2 separate regions of the Rattus norvegicus genome follow, and region 1 is linked to region 2. The links are chromatin contacts, called in public Hi-C maps. All regions are on one chromosome and are shown on one strand. The core of a region is the stretch at or near the end of the contact, and the rest is flanking DNA. Distances in the headings are between cores, read along the strand shown. Region 1 overlaps Chrm1 (cholinergic receptor, muscarinic 1). Region 2 holds the start of Slc22a6 (solute carrier family 22 member 6).

Region 1 (5,020 bases), core at 2,508-5,007, 59 kb before region 2:
TGTGGTGACACTGATGGTAGAGTCATCCGGTGCTTTTGCCAGTTTGCCTCATCCCTCTGACACCTGCAAGGGACTAGCTCCTCTTAGAGACTGAAGACCCTGAAAACAGGAGGAATGCCTAGGGTTGTTTGGTGGGGGGCATGGCAGGACCACAGTGAGGTCCCCAGAATAGGGAACAAGTGACAGGTGTGAGCTGCTACTCTCACTACTGGTCCTGATGATGGTCTCACCCCTCCTTCCTGATTTAGTCCCACCCCCTCTCTCCTTGATGTTCCATTTTCTCCAAAGCTTCACTCTGTCCAGTGCTGCTTCCTCAGCCCCTCCACCTCCGTACCCTTGACACAGGCAGGGTATTTATTTCTGAAGGGAACTTAGGGTTACAAGAGAGCACAGGCAAACAAGCCCTTACCAGGGTCTCAGCTGACAACCTAGGGGGCTGTACTGGTGATGCAGGGGTACAGGGTTTACATCTGAGGGTCATTCCCACACTGCTGTATTTCTAACGGCTCTGGCCAGTTTCTCCATGTCCACCTAGTCGCTATCCTTGCCCACGGTATTGGAAGACTCCACTCTGTAGGTTGTGGGTGATGTGAAGGTGATTGAGAATTTGACATCCCATTTGGCTACTAGGATTGATGAAACTTATGAGGCTGGATAAGCAAGTTTCTTCTTCCTCTATCACCCCTCTGCATTCATCCTGTCCAAAGCTGTACACTCAGTTCGAGAAGAAGACCTTCCCAAGTAGAGGAGGGCCCTCTTTTGGTCAAGGGTATATACCAGGAGGTGCACACCCCAGCTAGAACAGCCAGACAAGCTCTCCAGGTCCAACAGTTTCTGGGAGTTCAGGAAGCTAAATGTGGGGGATGAATTCCCACTTCTTCTTCAGGGATTAACAAAAAAAGACTTATTTATTTATTACGTATACAATGTTCTGCCTGCATGTATGCCTGTGGGCCAAAAGAGGGCACCAGATCTCATTACAGAGGGTTGTGAGCCACCATGTGGTTGCTTGGACTTGAACTCAGGACCTTGGGAACAGCAGCCAGTGCTCTTAACCTCTGAGCCAACTCTCTAGCCCTGCAGGGATGGCTTTTTTTTGGGCGGGGCCCCACCCAGGACCTCAGCCTTCTAGGAGTCTTTTTTTTTTTTTTTTTACCTCCTTCAAACTTAACTTTAATTTGTGCCAAAATCCCCTTGAGGCTGCTGGTTATGGATAGCTGGTTTCCATCCTTGGAATTCCCCTTTTAGTAAACCCATGGTGACCCCAGATTATTTATCTATATAAGTTCCAAGGTGCTGGCAATGTTCCTGGTTTAGACCACTGTTAGCTTAGCAGGCCTTGTCTAGCTCCTCGGAATTGTGGCTAACCACTGGATTATCCAGCCTAGAAGAAAATCTTTGCTTGTCTGTGTACCCTGGAGCACACCGGATAATCTATACTAAGAATATGGCTTGTGATGAAGGTTCTAGACCACACTGTCCATTAAGTCTCTAGAAAGGGCTGGATACTAACTGAGGCCAACCATCTAGGTAGTCAGCCATGTCCTTTCCTGTGCCCATCCTCTTGTAAAACCACCTGACATCAAGGTTCTGGAGGGCTTTTGTGGCTGGCAGTATATCATGTAAGCCGTCATACATCATTGCTGGAGAATTAAGTATTCTGTGACTTCCTGGGAAAGGAACTGGCATTTTGTGCCTGGTTACTCTGGGATTCTGCTCTGTGTGCTTTCTTCTGAACTCTGTCACTGTGACAGTGACAGACTAGTGGCATTGCAGAGTTCTGTATGTTTTCCCAGCAAATCACTGACATCAGGGTTGACCTTGGGACTCCCAGCCACTACTACTGTTGTGGGGTTAATCAATCAATCAATCAATCTCTCTCTCTCTCTCTCAGTATAGAATAGGGAAAGGGAATTAAGAGGGTAGTAGGGACAGAGAAAGGCAGAGGGTGGGGAAGATGAGAGAGAGAGAGAGAGACAGACAGACAGACAGACAGAGACAGAGACAGAGACAGAGAGAGAGAGACAGAGAAGAGAAGTAGAGGCCGGCCATGGGTGCATGGAGACGGGAAAGGGGTGGGGAGGGAATGGGGAGAGAGTGGGGGCAGGAAGGCAAGAGCAGGAGAGGAGCAAGAGAGAAAGTCTCCTTTTCATTAGGCTGTGGGAACTTCTCTTACCAATCCAATGCTTTAGGTTGTGCCCTGACCCTGATTGAATGGTTTGCTGAGTATCCTAGGTCTGTCATCCCTATAGTCTAGAGGTCAGGAGATGTGGACTACGTGGAACCTGGGTGTTGTTTTGTGGTATAATCCTAAATAATTCTTCTGGGTATCTGGGCTTTAGTTCCCCCAGTTACAAATAGGAGTTTGGAGGAGTTCTGTTCTTCCTGGGTATGACAAGCCTAGAGCTGCTATGTACAGAATACATAGGGGTGTTTCACCTAGTCACCTCACTTTCAGAGATCAGGTCTACCTGGTTTAGCACCACTCACCTGAGCCATGGACCCACAGGCAGTGCTGGGGCCCACAGGCTTTAGCCATTCAGTGCTGTCCTTCCTGGATCCACCTTAAATGCTGCAGCTCACATTCTGCATGAAGTTCTTGTGTCTTCCCTGTCTTTGCAGTCCTGGCCTTGGGGCCAAAACAGGGAGGAATTCCTTGTAGTTCCCACTAGTTACGTGGCTTTATTCACAGACTCAGCATATGCTGAGGATGGAAAGAAAGAACAGGGGCCAGGCAGGGCCTGGAGATCAGGGTGGCAGGGAGGCCATGCATGGATTGGATTCAGGAGTTTACAGAAGAGAATCTGCTGGCTGGGCCAGACCTGTGTGGGGCCAGGCTGGAGGAGGCAGGCAGCATGCAGGAGGTCTGGCTAGATCTGCCCAGAGCAGATCCACCCAGGTAATGGCTGTGAGCCAGAAGGGAGGGGCCTAGGTCACTTCGGGGCAGGGAGAGAGGAGAAAGGGTGTGGGACTGGAGCAGGCACCTTACCCCACCCCCACCCCCAGGAAAATGGCATAGAATGGGCCGGTTAGGACACCTGACATCTGGTCCTGATGCTGCTTTGGGACTTGGTGTGTTTAGCCAAGCTGCTCTCCCCTAGTGTCATTGTCCTGCTCACGCTTGGATATTTGTCTTGGAGATGATCCACATAGGGATGACCTGGGGTCATTTGTAAGGAGGTTGAACGATCCTGGAGAGTGTGCCTAGGGCCTACCTGGATGAGCTCTGCCTAGGAAAGGAGGGAATTTCCAGCCAGGGGTCACAACCTCCCTCCCTCCAACACCCCACCCCCTCCCCCCTCCCCGTTCCAAACCTTTCTCTCTGTGCTTGGTGTCATCTCCCAAATGTAGATGCAGTGGGTTCTATGACCACTGCAATCCAGGCCCCCTGCTGGGCCAAGAAAGACTGCACCTTTAAACTACTGGCCGGCCGGCCCACCCCGCTGGCTCCTGACTTCCTGCCTAAACGCAAACAGTCCAAAGCCCGGATCCTCCTGCTGGGCCCATTCCCACACAGCGGGGATCAGAAAACCAGTTCCCCGGGTTTCATTCCCCGTCTGGGAATAGCAAAGTTTGGAAAGCTAGTAGAGTCTCTCTGGGCTGTCCAGGAAGGTGACCCAGGGGCCTGGGAAGCCAGGGGAGTCCTGAGCAGGGCTCTGGGGCTGAAGATGCAGCCCGTTTTTCCGGGACACTTTCCACCGGCCTCTCCCTGGAGCTGGGGTGGAAGGATGCAGGAGAAGGGGGCCGTTAGCATTGGCGGGAGGGGGTGCGGTGCACAGAGCCAGGGCGCTTGGGGATCTTGCGCCAGCGCCTCTTGTCCCAGCGGCAGAGCAGCAGCAGGCGGAACGTGTCCCGGAAGGCTTTGTTGCACAGTGCATAGCACATGGGGTTGACAGTGCTGTTGACGTAGCATAGCCAGTAGCCCAGCTCCCACAGGGTTTCAGGAACACAGTCCTTGCAGAAGGTAGATACCAGCACCATGATGTTATATGGTGTCCAGGTGAGGATGAAGGCCAGCAGGATGGCACTCAGGGTCCGAGCTGCCTTCTTCTCCTTGACCAGTGAGAAGGTCTTTCTCTTGGCCAGCTGTTCCTTCCCTCGGGGTTTTTGGCCCTTGCCGCCTCGGTCTCGGCCTTTCTTGGTGGGCCTCTTGACTGTATTTGGGGAGCTTTTGGGAGGCTGCTTGGTGGGTGCCTGTGCTTCAGAATCTACCATGGGCATCTTGATCACCACTTCTGAGCCAGGCTCCTCACCTTCGGAGGATGTGAGGGACTCCATGGAGCCTTCATCCTCCTCTTCTTCTTCCTTCCAGCTGTAGGCCTGCAGGAGCCTGGGTGCCCGGCAACAGCGGCAGCAGCGGCCTGGAGGCGACTCGGGTGAGCCTTCAGCCCCTGGCTGTGACCTCTCTGAGCTGCTGCTGCTGCCACCACCTTTGCCTGGTGTCTCAGAGCCCTGCAGGGCGGCCAGCTCCCGGGCTCGGTTTTCTGTCTCCCGGTAGATGCGCCAGTACAGTGTACACATGACCGTGACAGGGAGGTAGAAGGCGGCCATGGCTGTGCCAAAAGTGATGATGGGTTGGGAGAGGAACTGGATGTAGCACTGCCCAGCCAGCACTGTCCGCTCCCCAACTAGGTATTGCCAGAAGAGGATGGCTGGGGCCCAGAGAACGAAGGAAACCAGCCATGCTAGGCCAATCATCAGAGCTGCCCTTCGGGGAGTGCGCTTGGCTCGGTAGCTCAGGGGTCGGGTCACCGAGAAGTAACGGTCAAAGCTGATGAGCAGAAGATTCATGACAGAGGCGTTGCTGGCCACATAGTCCAGGGCCAGCCAGAGGTCACAGGCCAGTGTGCCCAGAGCCCAGTGGCCCATGAGCAGGTACGTGGTATAGAGGTTCATGGAGAAGGTGCCAATGATGAGGTCAGCACAGGCCAGGCTCAGCAGGAAGTAGTTGTTGACTGTCTTGAGCTCGGTGTTGACCTTGAAGGAGATGAGTACCAGTAGGTTGCCTGTCACTGTAGCT
Region 2 (5,163 bases), core at 806-3,305:
ACATAGTAACACCAGGTATCAAAACAAAACAAATAAACAATACCAATGAACACATAGTGATATCCGACTTCTTGGCTGGGAGCGCCTTTGGTATTTCTAGATAGGATGTTTCTTTTTTTTAAAAAAAGTACATTTTTTATTTATCCTCTCACTCTCTATCTTTTCCGCATAGGTGTCTGTCTGTCTGTCTGTCTGTCTGTCTGTCTGTGCTTATGTCATGACAAGTGTGTGGAAGTCAGAGGACAACTAACTTGTAGCAGTTGCGTTTTTTTTTTTCTACCATGTTGTTCCTGGGGATTGAACTCCGGTCATCAGACTTGGTGGCAAGTGTCTTTACCCACTGAGATATCTTCTTTGCTATTTAGCCCAGACTGGCCTAGAACTCATTATATAGACCTTTCTGGCTTCATTCTTGGGACAGTCCTCCCGCCTCTGATTCCCGGGCACTGGGATTGTGGGAACATGCTACCAGGCCTTGCCTGTATCACTAGCCTTCAGATTTCCTTTGGACACACTCTTCACTACTCCTAAGGTCTCCCGTGCCCGGCTTGTCTTGGGCACACTGACCACAGAGTCGGCAATCTCATTCCAAGTAAGGGATCAAGCTGGTGTGAGCTGGGGGCTGGGGAAGGCAGTGTTACTGTTGACTGGAAATGCAGATCTAAGGGAGATACTGGGTTGAGAGGAGGTGGGGCTCAGGAGGTGAGGGCTTCAGGAGGAGGTTGGCAGGACTGGGTGGTGAGAGGGGACATGGCGAACAGTCCTCACTTAGTGTCATGCAGTTGATTGCAATGCTAGCCAAAGACATGCCCGAGAGGAGCCGGAAAACGCAGTAGACAGTATAGTTGGGTGCATAGGCTGCACAGGTTCCCGACACAGCTGTCTGCAGGTAGTTCAAGATCAGCACCTTCCGGCGGCCCAGCCTGTCGGGGAGGGAAGACTTGTGTCAGGGGCCTGAGGACTACTGGGAGCCAGGCTGAGCTACACAGAGGAGGAGTAGGTGCCTAGGGTGATGCCCTAGGCTGCAGTTTTCTCAGGAGCTAAGAAGAATCCTGACCCTTGCACTTAAGCCAGCCACCCCTGTCTTAAAACCACTGATCCCAGTTTAGCCCAGCTCTTTGGCTTACCCAGGACTGACCTGTCCGCCAGGTAGCCAAACACCATGGCTCCCAGCAGCACTCCCACCATGTACAGGGACTGGGCCAGCTGGCGGAAAGCCCGATGAGAGCACACAAGGTTCCACTGTGGGGAGAGATAAGCCAGGGTTGGGCACAGAAGAGCCCAAGGCAGGGAAGCCCTTCAACCCCCCCCCCCAGGAAGGTCTGCAGGGTCCGTGTCACCCTCTTTCAGTAATACTTCTCTCTGTAGTTTGTCTCACAGTTCCTGGGAGATAAGAACACTTACAACACTCAGCAACTTCCTCACCCACCCTTTCTACCTTTCTACAAACACCATCCTCTTCAATGTTTTAATTTCATCTTCTGATCTTGGCCCCCAAGAAACTTGACACACACTCTCTCTCTCTTTCTCTTTCTCTCTCTCTCTCTCTCTCTCTCTCTCTCTCTCTCTCTGTATGTCTGTCTGTCTGTCTGTGTAGGAGGTAAAGTAGTGTCACATGGAGAGAAAGCCCCAGATTCTTACCTCAGTCACGATGGTTGAAGGGAAGGTGCTGTTGTCATAGACCCAGCCATCAATGCAGGGCTCTGTGACTCTGGTGCCATTGGCTTCTGTGCCATTGTAAAAGGGTGGTCCCCACTGGGGGGAAGTAAAGCGGAGGCAAGATTCGGGTTGTCCTTGCTTGTCCAGGGGCAGCCAGGCCTCCAGACCTCCATCTTTGCTGAGATTGGCATTGGCAGGTGGGCGGCAGTGATGAGGGGGGATAGCGGCAGTGAAGTTCTGCAAGGTGTTGTGGGAAGCCATCAGCAGTAGGGGAGCAACCACCATGGTGACCTGGATCAACTGGAAGCGTCCGACGCCCCCCACCTGTTTCAGGAGGTCATTGAAGGCCATGGGGCTGGGCCAGGCTGAGTGGTCAATGACTGAGGACCTCCAGTCCTAGGACCTCTGTCTGTCTGTCTGCTGCCCTTTGCCTGAGGAGTGGGGCTGCCACTGCCTCTGCAGCTGAGTGACTCCTGGAGCTGGAGCTGAGCCGGTTCTGTGGCAGGACAGCGGGCTGGTGGGCTGCCCCTCCTTTCTCTCTCCCTCGGTTCTGGCCCTCCCTTGCCCTCGCCTCTTTTCTTCACTTCGGGGGTCTGGACAGCTCAGCTTTCAGGGTCTGCTGGAGCCCTGACTCTTACGTAGGCAGCTTTTAATCTTTGTCCTGAAGACAATGAGTTAAAGTGTGACTTGGTGTCAGGAGGATTAACCCTGTGAGTATTCCTTGTGTCAGTAGAATTTCTCCAAGTGGGTATGAAGGCAAGGGAGGATGGATGAGACTGAGAGTGAGTGGATTTACTGGAGGAGGCCATTTGGGCAGCAGGATGCAGAAGGGGACAAGATGGGACCTCCTGTCTTTCTTCCATCGAGTAGTCTGGGCTCTGGGAAATATGGTGGCCTTCTGAAGGGATTCTGTGGATACCATAGTCTGTCTTCTGGAGTAACACCAGAGAAAGCATAGCAAGTCCTGTTGAACCTGAATGTCACATTGACAGTTAATTTTTTTTAAAAGTACAGCCCTAAGATTGCACAGACCATGTTTCTATCCAAAATCATGCATTGATTTGAAATTGATCTGACTGGGAATCGTGTGTTCATATTTGCTATATTGAGCAACCCTGATCTTTGGTCTTCTGAGGACAAACAACTCACATCTTACAGGGGTCTGACTTTGTACAAATGAAAGAAACACGAGGTCAGAGGTTGCTCTTGAAGGTGTGGGGGCCAAGGGAAAAATCAGACATAACGCGGGATCCCTCTTCTAGAGTCTCAGTTTCACCTTCCTGATTATTCTTTTTTATTTGTTTTTGAAGAAAGCGTCTCACATAGCTCAGGGCGACCTTCAGTTCAATACAGAGCCAAGGCTGGTCTTGTATGGCTCCACCTGGCTCTACCTCCCTGATGCTGGGATTACAAATACAAACCATCACACTGTTTATCTATCGATGTGTGTGTGTGTGTGTGTGTGTGTGTGTGTGTGTGTGTGTGTGTGTGCGTGTGTGTGTGTGTGCATGGAGGTCTGAGGATAACTTGTAGGAACAGTTTCTCTCTTTTTACCATATGAGCTTTGGAGATTAAACTCATGTCATCAGACTTAGCAGCAAGCCTTTGCCTGTCATCTCACTGGCCCCTGTTTCTTTAATCGTCTTGGTTCAATTTTTCCTCCTTGTTGTGTTCTTTATTTCTAAAAATTATTTCACTTATTTCATACGTATTGGTGTTTTGCCTACATGTATATCTGTTCACCATATACATGCCTGGTACCAATCTGGTATCAGATTCTGTGGAACTGGCATTACCCACAGCCACTAAGTCAACTCTTTATCCCCCCTCTTCTATCTATCTATCTATCTATCTATCTATCTATCTATCTATCTATCTATCTCCCATTTATTTATTTATTTATTTATTTATTTATTTATTTATTGGAGCTGAGGACTGAACCCAGGGCCTTGTGCTTGCTAGGCAAGCGCTCTACCACTGAGCTAAACCCCCAACCCCCTATGTATTTATTTTTAAAACAGGGTTTCTCTGTGTAGCCCTGGCTGTCCTGGAACTCACTCTGTAGACCAGGCTGGCCTTGAACTCAGAGATCCGCCTGCCTCTGGCTCTTGAGTGCTGGGGTTAAAGGTGTGAGCCACCACTGCCTAGCTAACTTTTATTTTTCTTAAATGAGCACGAACCTATCTCAGTTTTAGCCTCAAGTTTAGGACCTGACTTGAACTCCTAAAACAGATTTTGGATTGTGAGCCCTGGTTACTCACAGCCAGAGGCAATGTTAACGCTAATTGTATGTTTCTGTTGGATTCGATTGGTTGGATCACAGACTAAGGAGGTTGAGGGCAGGTTGCTGCTCCATGGCTTTGGTTTGTAAGGTGCATCTGACACAAAACACTGAGTCCTGCAGTGAGTTGGTTCTCTTTCCATATTCTCTTACTGTGTGACAAGAGCAAGTTATTAAATTCCTGTCTACCTCTTTCAAGATAGGGATGATTTTTATGTCTCCTTAATTTTGTTCTTGGAGGGTTAAATGAGCCAACATAGGTAAAGAAGCCTTTATTCAAGCGTGCAAGTCTCTGCCTGTAGTCCCAGCTCTTGGGGAGCCTGAGGCAGGAGGATTGAGCCCGGGAGTTCAAAATCATCTTGGGCAGGAGGATTAATACTTCAAGCTTAGTCTTGGCTACAGAGTGAGTTTGATGGCACCCTGGACTTCGTGATACTCTGGGTTAAAGAATCTCTTACCAGGAAAGAAAAACAATCTAGATACTATGCTTATACAGACTGCAGTTTTGTGCATTAAATTGGGATGGAATTTATTGTCTACTTAGGTTCTCAGACACGCAAGGTGTTAGTTTAGGGCCGTAATTTAAAAGCTGGTTTCCTCTTCTTTCTCTTCCAACAGGGTCTCATTATACATCCCAGTCTGGGTTCAAACTCCTGACTCTCTGATCTCAGCCTCCCAAGTGCTGGCATTATAGGCCTGGATCCACTACGTTTGGTCAAAATGCTGAACTCTTACCTGTGGCTCTGGAGATGTTTGCTGCCAAGCTAACGGTTTTGGAGGTAAGCTAACTTTGCAGAGAAGCAACCCAGAGGAGGTTGTAATTCATCCCAGACTCCCCCTCCCAGCATGTGTTGATTCTAGCTTGGGCTCCATGGGAGTCCAGATGCCTGATACATTTTCCAGGCCAAGGTATATAAGAACCTGTGGCCTGGGGAGGCGAGGACAGCTGGACAAACAGCTTAGAGGTTGTGGGGTCCATTCCCTGCCAAGACTTAGTGCTCTTCTGGCAGAGTAGGTGGAGTGTGGCGCTCTCCTGCAAGTCCCCTCCCTCTCCAAGCTTGTGCCTAATCCCCCTCTGGATAAGAACCTCTTTCTTAGTTGCTGTCCTAGTTAGAGTTACTATTGCTGTGATTGCCACTGTCCAAAGCAACCTGAGGAGGAGAGGGTTTGTTTGCTTACACTTCCCAATCAAAGTCTGTTACTTAAGGAAATCAGGACAGAGA

The links. A called contact is a pair of places that touch in the nucleus more often than the background predicts.
Region 1: a contact with region 2 is called in a Hi-C map of kidney, with 3 times the contacts expected there. The contact joins the enhancer-like site here to the promoter of Slc22a6 in region 2. A contact is called at or near these places in 2 of 12 Hi-C or Micro-C datasets (kidney and liver).

What each region holds. Positions count from the first base shown.
Region 1 is chr1:215,009,773-215,014,792 of GRCr8, reverse strand. It overlaps Chrm1 (cholinergic receptor, muscarinic 1), which reads right to left. Exons shown (of 2, transcript NM_080773.2): 2 at 2,657-5,020. The coding sequence ends at 3,748. Among named protein-coding and RNA genes, the nearest start is that of Chrm1, 16 kb to the right of the region's middle. Within about 2 kb of position 3,757, at least 27 of the 93 cell types and tissues checked have an H3K27ac peak or open chromatin away from gene starts, as enhancers often do. A contact at or near this core is called in kidney, where this site is marked.
Region 2 is chr1:214,948,989-214,954,151 of GRCr8, reverse strand. Slc22a6 (solute carrier family 22 member 6) reads right to left here and starts at 2,055. Exons shown (of 10, transcript NM_017224.2): 1 at 1,642-2,055; 2 at 1,139-1,242; 3 at 769-923. The coding sequence starts at 2,010. It also overlaps a transcript of Slc22a25 not described here.